Linked DNA regions of Anser cygnoides: region 2 is linked to region 1. The links are chromatin contacts, called in public Hi-C maps. All regions are on one chromosome and are shown on one strand. The core of a region is the stretch at or near the end of the contact, and the rest is flanking DNA. Distances in the headings are between cores, read along the strand shown.

The links. Hi-C and Micro-C count contacts between places; a contact is called where the count stands out from the background.
Region 2: a Hi-C map of liver shows a contact between it and region 1, with 4 times the contacts expected there. The contact joins the promoter of CSRNP1 here to the promoter of LOC106036790 in region 1. A contact is called at or near these places in 2 of 7 Hi-C or Micro-C datasets (both in liver).

Annotation. Positions count from the first base shown.
Region 1 is chr2:5,741,418-5,749,365 of Taihu_goose_T2T_genome, reverse strand. It overlaps LOC106036790 (solute carrier family 22 member 13-like), which reads right to left and starts at 4,863. Exons shown (of 10, transcript XM_066991413.1): 1 at 4,312-4,863; 2 at 3,249-3,352; 3 at 2,721-2,875; 4 at 1,849-2,017; 5 at 1,436-1,556; 6 at 861-955; 7 at 329-543. The coding sequence starts at 4,683. OXSR1 (oxidative stress responsive kinase 1) reads right to left here. Exons shown (of 18, transcript XM_048062313.2): 18 at 6,973-7,948.
Region 2 is chr2:6,062,212-6,070,159 of Taihu_goose_T2T_genome, reverse strand. CSRNP1 (cysteine and serine rich nuclear protein 1) reads right to left here and starts at 3,506. Exons shown (of 5, transcript XM_066991433.1): 1 at 3,347-3,506.

The DNA.
Region 1 (7,948 bases), core at 3,614-6,113:
CTGGCCTGGATGCCACCCTCAGGACACTGCATCCATCTCACTACCCCAGCAAACTAACCAGAGGGCAGCTCTGTCAGCTGAGCCCATTGCTCAGCTTTACCCTCTCCTATCAGTTGGCAGGCAAAGATTTGCTGATCAGAATGGTCCTTGGGTACATGACCAAGCCCCTTGTGTCCAAGGCACTACGTTCAGCTCAATCCCTGACAGCCATGTGGGACTGCAGCCAGACGGATTGGGAAGATGGGGCCTTCACCAGCAAGAGAAGTGCTGGGGCTGTCAGCTCACTGACCCAGAAGCTGATCAGTCGAGACAAGAAGAGGCTGTTCACCTTCAGGGATGCCAGCGATGATCAAACACACCAGGCCACTCAGCAGCAGGGTGCCAGCCTGGGATTTCCTCCTCCCAAACCACTGCAGCAGGAAGATACAACCAAGACGGGCTGGGATTTCCACTGCTCCAAATGCAAGCTGTGTCAGGTAGATGTCCAGACCAAAATTAGTCACATTCAGACTCAGACCATAGTAGACAAGGCTGTTAACGAACCTGAAAACAGAGCAGAATGGAAATAATCATATCTGTTAGCCATGAGCAAATACAATATTGACCTCCACTGACAACATTTTCAGCATATCCTTGGATTTCCAAGGGGACATAAAACCCAACCAGTACCACAGGACTGCCAAAGCTGGGACTGCTAAAGTCTTTCCCACAAACTGCATTTCATCTACAACAACCAGAAAGAGCAATAACCATCAATATCATCTCCAAAACATGAGGTGTATTTACAATTATGAATAACCTTCAAGCCCTTCTTTTCTTCACCCAGAAGCTAGGAAAGAGGGAACCAGGCAATGTCTTACCAGGCACACGACATGATTAAAGTCACCTTCCGGAGGTGCTTCTTCCGAAAGAGATCCAGAAAACTTCCAGACTTAGCCTGTGTCTCACACTTCAGCTTCAAAATGGAGAAAGCCAGAGAGTCAGAGCAGAAAAAGAAAACCCATGGCTAGCTCTTTTTCCAGCCAAAGACTAAGGATAAGCTCAGCGGGACAGGCTGGTGACCCAAAGCTGCTGTGGGAGGGATGGCAGCCCAGTGGGGCTCGGCTCCCCTGCCTGTGGTGTGGCTGCCCCATGCAATAGATTGGAGACTGGGAGGTTCCTCGGGATGAACACTGTCAGTGCAGGGTCCTTGGGATGAGTGGGGTCGTAAATAACTCCACCCCTTTGGGCATTTAGACATGGAAACCACAGAGCAGGGACCTCATGCTCATCCTCCACACTTGTACAGCCCTCACTAAAGAAAAGCCCATCCCTAAATGATCCCAGCGTTCATGGAAAAATGTTTACCAGGTGAGCCCAGCTCCAAGGAGTGCTACAAAGCCATGCTCAGAGGCAGGTCTCTGAGGACGAGCAGCTCCCCCCATGGTTTTGGTACCTGCTCAAGGAGTCCCGGTGGGATGGTGCGCTTGTTGATGGATGCCGCTTTCTGAAGGACCTTCTTAGCTTCTTCTATTTTGCCTTTTGTCACCAGCCATCGAGCCGACTCTGGTAGCACCCTGCCAAGGAGATGAAAGCAGCAGATGCCGCTGTGACCTGCTGACTTTCCTCAGAGCCCATCTCCCTGCAACCAGGCCCTGCAAGTAATGGGCACGATGTGTGCCAGTTGGGTCTAAATACCTCCTCAGGTCAGGCTTCACAGAGCTACGTTTAGGCCACATCTGAGGACCTGAACCAAAGCAGCTGCTGCTCTCCAAGGCCCAGTGGCCCAGGGAGATGTGCTGAGCTCTGCAGAAAGCCCTCCGGCATCTGTCATGCCTGCAAGGAGCGTACTGCCCACCTGCCACTTACCAGATGAAGAAGAAAAGGGCAAATATAGGAGCAGATCCTGCAATTTCCAGCAACCTCCAGTTACGAATCCCATAACTCAAGCCAGCCAAAATCATTTGTCCAATGGCAAAACAGCAGTGAGTAATAAGCACTGCACGTGGTCGATAGGAGACCCCAACCCATTCCGTAGCTGAAAAGAAGAATGAATATTGAGGGTCATTGACGTGAATGATTTCCCCTTATTCAAGCAGTTTGTATCCCCTGGAGCCTCTCCTCCAGGACCTGAGGAGAAGGCAGCAGCAGTCAGAACAATGATGTCTAACACACGTGCAAGTCACCAGTGTTTCATGAGCTGCATCACCGTTCCTTAACCCCAGGGTGTCCTGTCAGCCATGAGTATAACTAGGGTAAAGTACACCAGCCCAGACATCTGCAGGAGGACATAAAGCTCATGTACCTCGCCTCTCTGCTCCCAGCATCCAGATATCCCCTTGCTGGGGCAGGGTTTGGGGCCCATCAATGGTATCCCAGACCCTTGGGCTCTCTCCCCATGTTGACCACCCCATCTGGGAGGCAGTCCCCTTGTCCTCATCTGAGCATTGCCATCTTCCAGATGCCCTCCGTGGCTCTCACTCAGGCTTGGCAAGATGCCAAAGGGCAGTGACAATCAAGACCTGTCCTCACCCCTCTGTATTGCCTCCTCAGCAAACCGGCTGCAGAAGCCACTGAGACGTGTCAAGCTGACTGTCCTGCTCATGTTAAAACATGAGCCATTCATTTGGGAGGACGTTTTTCAAGATGTCCTGGATGACTTTTTATTTCTTTTTAGGCCATTTCTACTGCATCTTGAGAGACCGCATACATCTGCCTCAGGGTAAGGGCATCCTACTCACCTAAAGCCAGTAAGGTCATGTTGATCCCTGACACTGAAGCCCCCACGACACATCTGAAGGCCATGTATACGTAGAAATGGGGCACAAAGGCAATTCCTACACCAAAAAAGCCCTGGAGGAAGATGGAGATCAGAAGGACTGGCCGGCGGCCGATCCTGTGGAGGAAGAGGGAGGACACAGCTGGTATCTGGAGAGACCCCATGGGATGAGATGGGGTAGAGCCTGGAGGGATACACAGTGATGTGGAACCATTCATAGATGACTTTCTTGAGGGCAATGAGGATCAGACTACTCGCAATTTACATGTGAAACACTCTATGCAGACACTTTGCCCTCTACTTTTCCACTCCATGTTCACACAAGGCCTAAGGACTTTGGTCAGGGTCACTGTAATTTTGGGACAGTCACTGTGAGTGAGGAGCAGTGACCAAATACACAGTGTTGTGGCCAGCCAGTCCTGGAGCAGTGCATGACACTACACACTGCTGGTTTATAGGAGACCATGGGCAATTCCTTGTGTGTCCTCACCTGTCGCTTAGTGGCCCAAAGATCATGGCTCCCAGGAACAGTCCCAGCATGTAGACAGACTGGGAGATGTCATTCAGGTCCTTCCTGTCGCACACGAGGTCGAACTGGAGGAGGGAAACACAGCTGCTTTTGTTCCTGCCAGGTCCCAGCTGGGCAGCTGCTTTCTCAGGACGGGCAGCACGGCTGGCCCTGGGTGGGGACAGGAGGTGGGTGCCCGGGCTCTCGCCTTAGCCCCTGGAAGCAGAGATCCCTCTCCCAAGGATGCGGGTCTCTATCGTGTGCATGAGCTGCACAAGTTGGAGGTGGGACAGACCCCTGGGCACTCAGCGATGCCCCAAGCACCGGGACCTGCAGGAGTGCGTCAAGGCCAGGCAGCCCAAGGGAGCCTCCTGGCTGGGAAGTGTTGGGTGAAGTGGGGCCTCGGAGAGGGGTCCCAGCACCTGGCTGCCCTGGCTGCAAAGGCTGGGCAGGGTGGGACAGGCTGGAGGCAGGACACAGGGCTCCAGGGGAGCCAAGGAACCTTTGGAAATGCCACAGGCTGGGCTCTCTCATCTGGTTTTAGCCCACAGGAAGGTGCCCAAGAGACAGATGGAGCTGGGAGGGAGGAAAGACTGAGAGAGGAAAGAGGGAGGAATGTGGGGAGAGAGAAGAAGAAAGGTGCAGAGAGGAAGATGTTGGAGATGCCAGGAGGCAGGGCCTTTGCTCATCTGCATGGCCCATAAGGACCACATCTTGTCTAAGCCCTGAAGGGCTCTGGAGGTCCCAGAAAACTCAAGGACAAATTAAAGCTCTTGGAAAGTAAATGTCTTTCAGAGGGAAGGTGCTGTGAGGAGAACCAGGCAGCAGAATAGGGGAAACTGTGGCAGGGAGACCAAAAAGGTCCCCCCAGGCCAGGTACAGTGAGTTACTTGGGTGCTGGCAAGGGGCTGTCCGGTGGGCAGAGCATGTGCTGGACTCAGCCCCACACCGCCTCTGCCTTGGCCTTCCACAAAGTGCAGGACAGGAGGCTCCCGTCCATCCCTTCCCCTCCACGTCCCCACGGCGTCAAAAGGCATTTACAGACCTCGGTGAGCAGGGACGGCTGCTGTGCTGAGGGGTACACCCAGCCACTGCTGCACTTCTCCGTGGCGTTCAGGCCGTACGCCACGATGGAGCCGAGGTCCCAGTCCACGGGCGAGTACATGGAGCACTGCTCGTACGCCCCGTCCGCGTCGCGGGGCACGGTGAGGTTCAGCTGCTCCTCCTCGGTCAGGTTGGGGCCGACGGCACGGATCCAGCTGGTGTTGCAGTAATGAGGCAGGTTTGGAACCATAAAAAGCTGGCAAAACTGGTGGAAGGCCAGGCTGAGGCATGGGAGCACGGAGAAGAGCACCAGCCGTTTCTGAAATGTCCCAAAATCACCAACTGCCTTCAGAATTTCCCCGATGCCCGACATTGTCAGCTGAGTCGGGAAGAGGACAGTGCTGGGACAGACTTTCCTGCGGGCTGGAATTAATGTTTAATCCCAAGATAAGCTCTGCAGACGTAGGCAGGCACTACAAATATGCAGTCTCTTCAGGAGAGACTTAACGCCTGATGTTTTACATGTCCTAAGTACACTGTGTAACACATTAATCATTTCTGGGCCACCCACATACGGTGTCTGGTACTGGATAAAGCGTGCAGAACCAACCCCTGCTTCAGGAGATCTGGATCGTGCCTCTGCCAGGGCCATGTGGCAATGACACGGGGGAAGACCGAATTGTCCGAATCAATTGCAGGCGCTTGCTCTACTCGAGTGAGCAAGGTTCACGGAGGCCAAGACAGCCCAGCGTGATGCGGAGCTGGGAAAAGTCCAAGAAATGGAGTGATGCTAACGGCTGGGCAGAGCCAGAGAGGAGGAAGGGCGGCCAGCTGGCTGCCATCCCAGCCGACGGGAGACTCCGTTTCCTTCATCTTCCGCGGCTTCCCCGTACCATCTCCCCTCTCTGTCTTCTGCCTCTGTGGTAAAAGGAGTTCCGGGCCCTAAGCGGCCTCATCCACTCTTCTCCACCACAGCTGAAACGGGAAAGCCCAGGAAGGTCGGTCAGACACCAGTCATGGGCTGCCTGGACCCGGACTGGCACAAAACACGACCAGAAGGAAGAGATGATGCCACTTTTAGGACAAAGGGAAAGCAACTGTGCTCAGGCAGAAACCCCGAGAAAAGCCTGACCTCGCCTCATCACAGAACGAGAGAGAAATCTGTAGGATCAACAGGAGGGACGGGAGAGAATGAACTCGTGGTGTGACCAGGTTTGGAACCATAAAAAGCTGGCAAAACTGGTGGAAAGACACTGAGGCATGGAAGCACGGAGAACGGCACCAGCCATTTCTGAAATGTCTCAAAAAAAACACAACTGCTTTCAAAATTTCCCCGATGCCTGGCATAGGCAGCAGCATCTGCAAAGACAGATTCCCAGGGCTGGAACCGAGACTTAAACCCAAGATAAGCCCGGCAGCTGTAGGCAGCCACAAGGAGTAGGTAAACTTGAAGAAAGTGCAGCGCTCCGGGTTGGAAGTTGTACCCACGCTGCGTTCCCATTGAGTGAGTCGGAAATTTCAGGAGGTGCACACCCTCCAGGGCAGGTTGCTTTCCAGGTGCAAATTCATCGGCTGCGAGGAGATTGCGAGAAGGCGATGGGGAGGTGGTAAGGAGAGCAGGGAAGCCCAAAGGAACGGGCAGCACGGCCAACTGGCGTGGACCAGTGACCCACAGGAGGGCGGTGAGGCCCTGGTGTAGGGCAGCTTCAAAAAGCTTTAGGAGCATCCATAAATGGATTTCTTACAGAGGCAGGGAGGGGAGAGCACTGGGGTATCATTCTCTGGGGATTCTTGAGTGAGGTTAGGCTCGAAAGACTGCTAAGAAGTTGACTCGGATGAAGGGCTTGAGATTCAGTGACCAAGATCATCCCTTCCCATCGCACATCTTAAACTTGGAAGTTGTGTTCACCCAAGGTAAAGTTCTCTGGATCGGTCATTAAGGAGGAACGCCTTAAGATAAATAGATGCAGAAAATGGCAAACTAAGCCGGAGAGCCCTAGCAAGAAAAGTTAACAGAAGACCGGAAACTTAGAGACCTTTCCCTTCTGACACGTCCTTCCCTCGCAGCCCAAAGCATGACCGCTGGCATGGGAGTGTGTTGCAGCAGGGGATACCGGTGCCTAGAGAGGAACAGCCTAAGAACCGTCAAGACAATGAGAGATGTGGATGTATCTGGGGTCTCTCACCTTCAGTGCGTTTTGTTGAGGTCCTGGTTGCACTTCAGATGTAGAGGGAAGACCTCGGAGGCACCTTTGGATCAGGTCTGCCCTGGAGAAGTTGGAAAGAACAAGTGTTTGGAGGTGGAGAGGAGGGAGAGCAGTTTGTTCTCCAGACACCTCTTGGGATATAAATCATCCCACTCCAATACTGTTCCTGGCCAGCAGAAGCTCATCCCCAGCTGCACAGGGTGTGCAGAGCTCGGAGCAAACCTTCCAGCTACTGAGAAGCCCCCAGCATCCAGCCCTAAATGCCACCCTGACCCCAACCCCGCGCAGACTCTCATAGACCGCCACCATCGAGTCCTCCCGGGGGTCACCAAGCCTCCCATCGCCCAAATAAATGTCTCAGGTGGTGCGGATGCCACTCGGACAAACCCCCAGCCCCCTCCCCAAGACACGCCAGCCAACTCGACGACACGTAAAGCACACGCCGAACACACGGCAATGGACAATTTGTTCTTTATTGATTAAAAATTAGAGACATGCAGTAAAATACAAAGTCCAAAAAAGGAAAAAAAGCCTGAATATTTTACATCTCTCATTATAATCTACAATACACCAAAGTTGTGAAGAGGATCCGTTGTCATTAACAGAGCATTGTCCTTAAAAGTAGGAACTTAAAATTACCACCTGCTTTCAGGTTCGGATCAGAAATTCGCACAAAAAAACAAATCCTTAATGACACTGGAAAACAATTATGAACAGCATTGGCACTTACTGGAACAACATCAGAAAAGACAGTTGTCTAGCACTGTAATAGCCCAAGTAAAAAATTTGGATTGCTACCCAAAACGCCTGGAGAGCTACAGAGCAAATGACATCAGTTTCTTGCTTATTTTCTCCCGTGAAAAACTAACGAGCCCTGGGTTAGTGTGAACTCACACTCGAAGTCCTGGCTTTGGGAAAGTGGGGAATAACTTAATAAATAGAGGCTGCGTTGTTCCGTGTGAGCGGTTCGAGTCCTACCTCTCTCAGCACCAGTACGCAAATGAACCAGGAGGCCCCCAGGGCGTGCAGGCAGAAGGAAAAATAATACTGTACCAAGACTACATCCTCATCAGCCGTGGGGCGACATGAAAAATCAAGGTGCCAGCCTGCTTTTCCCCAAGCTAAGAAGCTTGCTGGGGGAAGCCGTCGGGAGTGCTTTGTGTCGAATAACAGGAGGAAGTGCCAGAGCTGGCACACGCGCGTGCACGCACACGAGCAGCCAAACCCAGCCCCCGTCAACTCCTGGCACCCACCTCCTTGTCTGGTCGGGGCTTCTGCTCAGCACCCCAGGGTGCTCTCACTCCCAGACTCTCCTCCTCCTCTCCTTCCCCTTCACACTCACCAGCCACGGGGCTGCAGAGAGCCGGCAGCTCCATGGGGACGGAGCCAACAGCCTCCTACAGGCTAAAAGGAACTAGGGCAGTATAAAAA
Region 2 (7,948 bases), core at 2,257-4,756, 320 kb before region 1:
TAAAGGGGTTGCCCAATTTTTAGGACTCCCAGAGAAGAGAGCAGAAGGGTGATGCTGCAGGGCGAGGCAGCCCCGATGCTCAGGTCACCTGCAAAGCCGGATTTCCCAGCCAGAGCAAACCAAGCCGTATTACGGATGGTGCAATAATTTATTTATTTGGGAGGGGATTTTACAAAATATGTCTTCACGCATCTACCCCAAAAACCCACCCTCTGGATGGGGGTTCAGCTGGCAGCTCAAAGCCGGTGCCCTCCCCTCCTCGCTCCCAGCGCTCGGCTGTGGAATTCGCGCCGTGGGAGCGGTGCCGCCGAAACCACCGGCCGCAGCCGGGATATTTGAACTGCGGTGATGCCGCCAGCCTTAGACTTCAGTCCGCATTTGTGCCTAGCACAGAAGTCACAAAAATGTGCACGGCAGCGTGAAAAAAAAGGAAAATATCTCTGCTCGGCGGTGCAAATCTCTGTGAGCAGCACAGAGCGCAGGAGGATTTTACCACCTTCTCTCTCTCTCTCTTCATTTTTTTTATTTTTTTTTTTACATAACCTGAAATAAAATAATCCTATCTTCCTTTTAGTTGCCAAAAAAGACATTCTGTTCTTGGCTAAGACTTCTTACTCATCTATTTTACTGAAAACAGCTTTTGGAACAAGTACATAATGCAATGGATCAAACCCGCAGGAATTCCTCTCTGGCACCAGAACTCCCACTATCCTGGGAATACTTTCTAACAAATATTTAGCCCAGATGTGCATTCCTTTCTTTCTCTCTCTCTCTCTCCCTCCTTTTTTTTTTTTTTTCAAGCATTTAAGTTTTTTTTTTTGGGGGGGGGGTCTAATGAGGGGGGAAGGGAAGCGAATCTGCTAAGTCCCATTTCTGGCGCCCAGCGAGTTGCAGGGTACAGCCCTAATACGCAGGAATGCGAAGAATTAATGTTTTAACTATCCTCCTCTTGGACAACGTATCAACAGTAAATATTTCGAGTAATTTAGATTTAAGAAGGCTTGGCATTTGTTTAGCCCAGCGAGCAGGAAGGCAACCAAAACCACTATCAGCGGCCACTCGGGCTGGTTCTAAGAGGCTGCACAAAGAGATACCACGGATAAGAAGGTTCGGCGCCCGATTTTGGGGCCCTATCTGCACTTTTTACGGGGCGGCGCACGCAGCCACGCAAGGCAGGCGAAGGAAACCTCTCCCAGCGTACCCTTGCTTGCGCTGCTGCTCCTCGAAGCAGCTTCTAGGGTATCGTGGCAATATTTGCAATTTCTTCTTTTCCAACCAGGGAATATCCCAAAGGGTGGAAGGATCCCAACTCTGCGCGCAAGCTGAAAGCAGACTCTTCTTCCACAAAGCAACTTGTGTTAACAAAAAAAAAAAAAAAAGCAAACAACCAGTGCAATGCACTAAAAGCACATATTTTCAGAGCCAACCTCCTGGCTCTAGGAGCACCAGCATCCTCCCGCTGCCCGGGCAGCCGGGTGGGCTCATCCCGGAGCATGGGGTCGAGGTCGCAGCCCAGCCCCAGCTCCGTGCCTCGAGCCAGGATAAATATTGGTTTAAAAACCCGCTTCAGCCAGGTACGACTCACGCAGTGAACCCCGGGGGAGTCTTTTGCCCCCCTTTCCCAGGTGTTCATTTGCACGCAGGTCGGGTGACCTCGGCATGAGCGTTGCGAAAAACCGGTGCGGCGCTGAGCCTTGTGCTGAGCCCCCCGAAATCCTCGCCAGCTCATGGCAGCAGGGAGCCTGGCAATGCCTGCAGGCAACTTCGTCACCCCCGTGCTATCGGCACCGACTCACTGCCCGTCCATTTAACTATTTTAATTCCTGCCATATTTACCTCCGTGGGTTCCCAGCCGCCGCTGGGGCAGCCTCCCTGCGAGGTCGCTTCCCAGTTTCGGGGCCAGCAGCGGTGCCGTCCGGTTCAGCCCAGCTGATTTTCCCCCCCTTCCAAGGCCGGGTCTAAGGTTTCATAACCTTCCCCCTGGTTAAAAATAACCTCCCCTGCCGCCGCACGACCCAGGCGCGGAGGCACGGATCCGCTCGCGGTGCCACAAGTGCGCTCTCCTGCGGGGCTGGGCGAAACGCCTTCCCCGGGGAAGCAGGGCGAAAGAGCTCGCTCCTGCCAATATTTCGGGAAGCTCGCAAAGAAAAAACTCCGCGGGGTTTGCCACCGAGCCCTTCTTTCTCCCTGACAGCCCGAAAGGTAAATAAGAAACATTAGCAAACGCATTAAAAGGTTATCTGGCACGGCCGGGACGAAGCGGGCTCCAGATGTACTCGGCGCAGATTGCACTGCAATAAATATGAAAGGGGCGAAGCGTGCTTTGTCTAGGAAAATCCTCTATTTGATTACACCTGATGAATAATTCACGGCGGGTTTCCATACTCGTCCTCCCGTAGGTACACGCCGTGCGTTACCTTGCCGGCCGTACATACGCCCCCGTTTCCTGCGCTGAATTATTAAAGGCTCTCCGGGAGCCGCGGGAGAAACGCTCCGGCACGAAAGCGAAGCACGGAAAGGAAATAATAAAAAGAAATATATATATATATAAAAAAAAAAGGAAAAATAATAATAATTAGCTGTGGGACAGGGCTTCTCCCTGCGCGCCAGCCCCATCCCACGGCGACGCTGGGCACGGCGGAGGTGACAGGCGCTCGGGGAAGCCAGAGAAGAGGAATAAATCGACGTTTGGAAACTCGAGCGGGTTTATTCGCTGCTCTTGTTCCTTATTTCCCCCCCCCCCCCCCCCCCAAGGTGCGGTGTGAGAGCCCCCCCCGGGTCGGTTGTGAAGGAGACCCGGGGGGGGGCGCCCCGTCCGTCGGTCGGGCGGTCGGTCGGTCGGTCGGAGCGCCGGTAGGTGTTGCTGTAGCGACGGGAAAACATCCCCGAGCCGGGGAGTTTGGGGAAGAGGGAGCCTGCCGGGCTCGCCCCCCCCCCCCCCCCCCCCCCCCACGGGTTTTATTTCACCATCACCGCACCGGAGGCGCAGCGTTTCTTAGCGAGCTGACGGGGGGCGCGCTCCATCCCCCCACCCCCCAAAAAAAAAAAAAAAAATTTTTTTTTTTTTTTTTAAGGGGGGCACAGCAGGGTCTCCCCAAGACTCTCCCCTTTCCCCCTCTTAGCCAAGAGGTCCGGGGAGCTCCGCGATGTGTCCCGCTTGTGTCCCCGATGCGCGTCCCCCCCCCCAGCTCCCTTCACCCCCAGCCCGGCTGGGAAAGAAGGTTGGGGGGGGGGGGGGGGGGCAGTCAGCCAGACCCCGATCCCCAAAACCCCCCATCACGGATTCACCCCCAAACCCCCCCACCACGAACCCAAACCCCCCAAATAACCCAGCCAAGCCCCTTACCTGAGGAGGCGGCGGCGGGTGTCGGCGGCGGCGGCGGCTCCGGCTGCAGTGGCGGCGGCGGTGCCTGGCGCGGCGCCTCCCGCTCTGCCGCTGCCGGGGCTGCGCCGCGCCGCGCTGCCCTTTTTCGTCAGTGGAAAACTCCGGGCTCTGACGCAGGCGGTGACAGGAGCGGGGCCGGCTCGGCCCCGGGCCCGCCCGGTTTCCTGCTTCTCTTCTCCCCCCCCCCCCCCCCTTCCTCCGTTCCCCGGGCGGGGCGCCGAAGCTCGGCTTGGCCTGGCCCCGCCGCCGCCATCCCGCCCGGCCCGCCGGGGGCGCTGCCCCTGAGGGGCCGCTGAGGCGCCGGGTGGCGGCCGCACGGGGTGGGGGACACGGGGGACGGGGGGGGGGGGGGGGGGGTGCGATCGGGGAAATTAAGTGGGGTGCTACGGGGGGTTATGGCTGTGAGGGGACTCAAATGGGTCTGGGGGACTCAGGGTGTTCAGAGCCCGCAAGGGGTTGGGGACCCACAACCACTCAGGGACCCTAAAATGGGTTTGGGTGCCTCAGAGGATTCAGACCCCACAAGGGGTCGGGGACCCACAACCACTCCAGGGCCCCAAAATAGGTTTGAATGCCTCTGAGGATTCAAATCCCACAAGGGGTTGGGGACCCACAGGCATACTGGGACCCCAAAGTGGGTTTGGATGCCTCAAGATACTCAGACCCCATAAGGGGTTTGGGACCCACAACCACTCAGGGACACCAAAATGCGTTTGGATGCCTCAGAGGATTCAGATCCCACAAGAGCTTGGGGACCCACAACCACTCTGGGACCCTAAAATGAGCTTGGATGCCTCTGTGTATTCAGGTCCCACAAGGGCTTGGGGACCCACAACCACTCCAGGACCCTAAAATGGGTTTGGATGCCTCAGAGAATTCAGAATTCACATGGCATTTGGGGACCCACAACCACTCTGTGACCCTAAAATGGGTTTGGACGCCTCAGGGTGTTGAGATCCCACAAGGGGTCGGGGACCCACAAGCACTCTGGGACCCAAAAATGTGTTTGGATGCCTCGGTGTTTAGATCCCACAAGGGTCTGGCAACCTACAGCCATGCTGAGACCCCAAAACAGGTTTGGATGCCTTGGAGAATTCAGATTCCACAAGGGTTTGGTGACCCACAGGCACGCTGGGACCCCAAAATGGGTTTGGATGCCTCAGAGTATTCAGATCCCGCATGGCATTTGGGGACTCACAAGCAACAACCCCACAGGACCCACAGCTTGGACACCCAAATGGATTTGGGCCTCACATATGACTTGGGTCCCTTCAGGGGTTTGGGACCCACAGGCAATGGGTTTGAGCCCAACAAGGTGTTTGGGTTCCCACATGGATTTTGGGATCCATGGGCACAGCTTGGGCACCAACATGAATAAGGACCCCACAGGGGGTTTGGGTCCTTCATGGGTTTTGGGACCCACGGGTTGGGAGCCAACCAAGCCCAGATGTTTGAGTCCCACAAGGAGTTGGGGCCCCATGAGGAGTTTGGGCCCCACAAGAGGTTTGGGACCCAACAAGCAGGCTTAGATACCAAGATCTGGGCTGGCAGGTTTGGGCCTAAGGTGTTTTGGGACCCATGATCAAGAATTGACCTCTGAAAGGGGTTTGAACCCCACAAAGAGCTTGGGTATCATAAGCAGGCTGGGCAGCAAAAGAGATTTGGGACCCACAGAGGGGTTGGGACCCACAAGCAAGGTTTGGCCTCTTTAAGGTGTTTGGGCCCTCCAAAAAGACTTGGGGCACAGCAGCATGGCTTTTGTCCCCAGAAAGGGATTTTGAACCCAAAGGGATTTTGGCCCCAGAAGGTGTTTGGGCCCTATTGATGAGGGTTGATCCCCCAAGGGGATTTGGGCCCCCAAAATTGATGTAGACCCCCTGGACATGGGTTGGCCACCAAATAAGTTTGATCCTTTCAAGAAAGTGTTGTCCTCTAAGGGATCCCAGAAAGGACTTTAGCCCTATAAGCAAGGCTTGGCCCTCAGAAGGATTTAAGGCCCCACCAGCAAGAGTTGCAATGTTTTATGGGTTCATGTCCCAGTGCAGTTCTACCAGCAGATACATTTTAGGGGGATGGAGCGACATTAAAAGTGATAATTTTTTTTCCACTCCCTGCCAGCGCAGGGCCCTACGAGCAGTGGGCTTAGTGGGACGGGAAGCGATGCGCTGGGGGCTTTGAGAGTGGTATTAAAAAGATGGTGAAGGAGGACAATTTTTTATTTTTTATTTTTATTAATTTTACTCCTGCTGGACGTGCACTGTTGTGCGAGTTTCTTTGTGGCAAGGAAGGCGTTGCAAACCCTGGAGTTTGGGGGGCAGCGGGGAGCCAGCACCAGGTTCCCCCAGCTCTGGTTGCTGTGGTGTTGAGCTGAAGATATCCGCACGCCACCAGGAGCTTCCAGAGAGCTCCAGGTTTCTGACTCGGGTGATCAAACCCTTTCCATCAGCAGGTGAGGCGCAGGTTTACCTGACATTCCTCAATTTTGCTATTTTGCCGTATTTTTGCCCCACAAGCTGGAGCTGGACCATCGACAAGCAGCGTGGTGAGAATCCCCGGGTTATGGTGCTGCCTTCTCTCGGGGATGCTCCTTAAAACCTAAAGCTCTAACACCTAACAGCGACAACTCCCAAAGCACGGCAGGGATGAGCTGAATTTGTTTCACAGACGCAGACGTCGTGGAGGCAATACGTAACTGCAGTGCCCTGCTGCCGGGTGGGTCCTGCCTTTGAGGCACGAGGGCCTTCCTGAACATGACGGCGAGCAGCACTCGGTCGCCAAAGGAGTGGTTTTCCTGAGGTTTCGTTTACCATGTTTGGACACGGCCGTGATTAATATTTCCTAACAGGAAGATGTCATGCGTGCAGGCTTTCCTCTTTGGGGTTCGGGTCGCGGCTGACCAAGTTCAGGTTGTACGCTGGCTCCTCGCTTCCTCCGGCTCGCAGACTACACCCGGCGGCTCCGTGTCGGACCCCAGCGGCTGCGGTTGCCCATCGCCGAGCCCGACGCGGGTCCTGGCGCCGATGTGGTGTCACCACACCATCCCTGGGGACCCGGAGAGCTTCAGTATGGTGGGACCGGAACCTAACCTCGCTTCTCTACAAAATGTGGCTGTGGGATGAGGGGGAGGTCACCGGTCACTGTCCCTTAGCCATGCTTGGCACAAAACCCAGGGCATGGGGGAAAGGGGATATCCTGGAAAAAGTTTGGGAAGGCTACCAGTGACCTCTAGGTTTCACTTCTTCCCTTGCTTTTATTTATTTCGATGAAAGTAAAGCTGCTGTGGGCTAGAGCCCCGTGCAGGACAGAAATTATTCAGCGATTCAATCATGCAGTGAGCAATTCTGACCCCAGTCTGCACGTTTATGTGCATCTGAGAGAGAAAGGCGCTTTGAAACAAAACTTTTTGGCTCTTCTTTTTGAATCAGCATTTCTTGTTTTAAAATCAGCCTGAAAACATTACATGCATAAATAAGTGGAAGCTTACACAGAAGGGTAAATAGCCCTCAAATAACATAAGACGTTTTCCTGTGTAGGTTGAATGAAATATTTCACTTTGACTCAATGTGCATTTTGTTGATGTTGCATCTCTGAGACTCCATCCTCCAACAAATGAACTCGAGGGGAAAAAAAAAAAAAACAAGAAAAAAAAAAACACAAAACAAACCAACAACACACAACTGTTTCTTTTTAACCTGAACCAGGTTGTTTGTTTTTAGCACAGCTTTTTCATCTCGGGAGGAATATCCTCCTCTCCCCTGTGCCCAGGAAAGCCCTTGCTGTGCTCCTTTGCCAAAGGCTGCTGGCAGCACCATCCCGGAGCTGGGTTCCCTGGCTGGGTGCCATGCGAGCACTGCTCCAGTGGGAGGAAATTCCCTGCTGACCGGCCCAGCAAAGCTGAGACGAAGCGCAGGATGCAGCGGGAAGGACCAGAGGGAGATGCTGCGAGATGCACGGGGCGGCCAGATAAGGGGGGGGCAAGCCCTGGATGCTGACCTCCTCACCACCCCTGCAGCATGAAAAGCATTTTCCCGGGGTAAAAAGCCTCTTGGTGCTTTCCCATCTCGTCCTCTTCTGCACGTAAAAGGTGAAATGAGTGTGTAGGTTTTATCATGCACTGTGCGGTCCCAATAAGCTGCCGCTGCTGGGCTTCCTGTCCTGCTGCCAGGGCTCCATCCCACCCCACACATCTGAAACACAAGTTAAATGGGGGCCTCGAGATGTTTTTTCCCCGAAAAGATGGACATTAAAGTGGCAAATCGGAGGCTTCGCTTCAGACATACCTGGGGCTGCTCACCTCCACTGGCTGGGCGGATGTGATGGTGATGTCCTGCGTCTTCCTCGTTGACTCTATTCTGCCACAGCTCTGTGAGAACCTGCTCCTGCTTTGGGCTGGTGCTGGACAACAGCTGAATCTGTAGCACTTCAGGCCCTATATGCTGTGCTGTTATATACTTACTGAGTGGTTACGGATGCGTTTAGTGACACGTGCTAACTGCTGTCTGCTCCTCATGTCCTCGGTGCCTTACAGGGGCATCGCGATACGACGCTCTCCTAAATGCACAG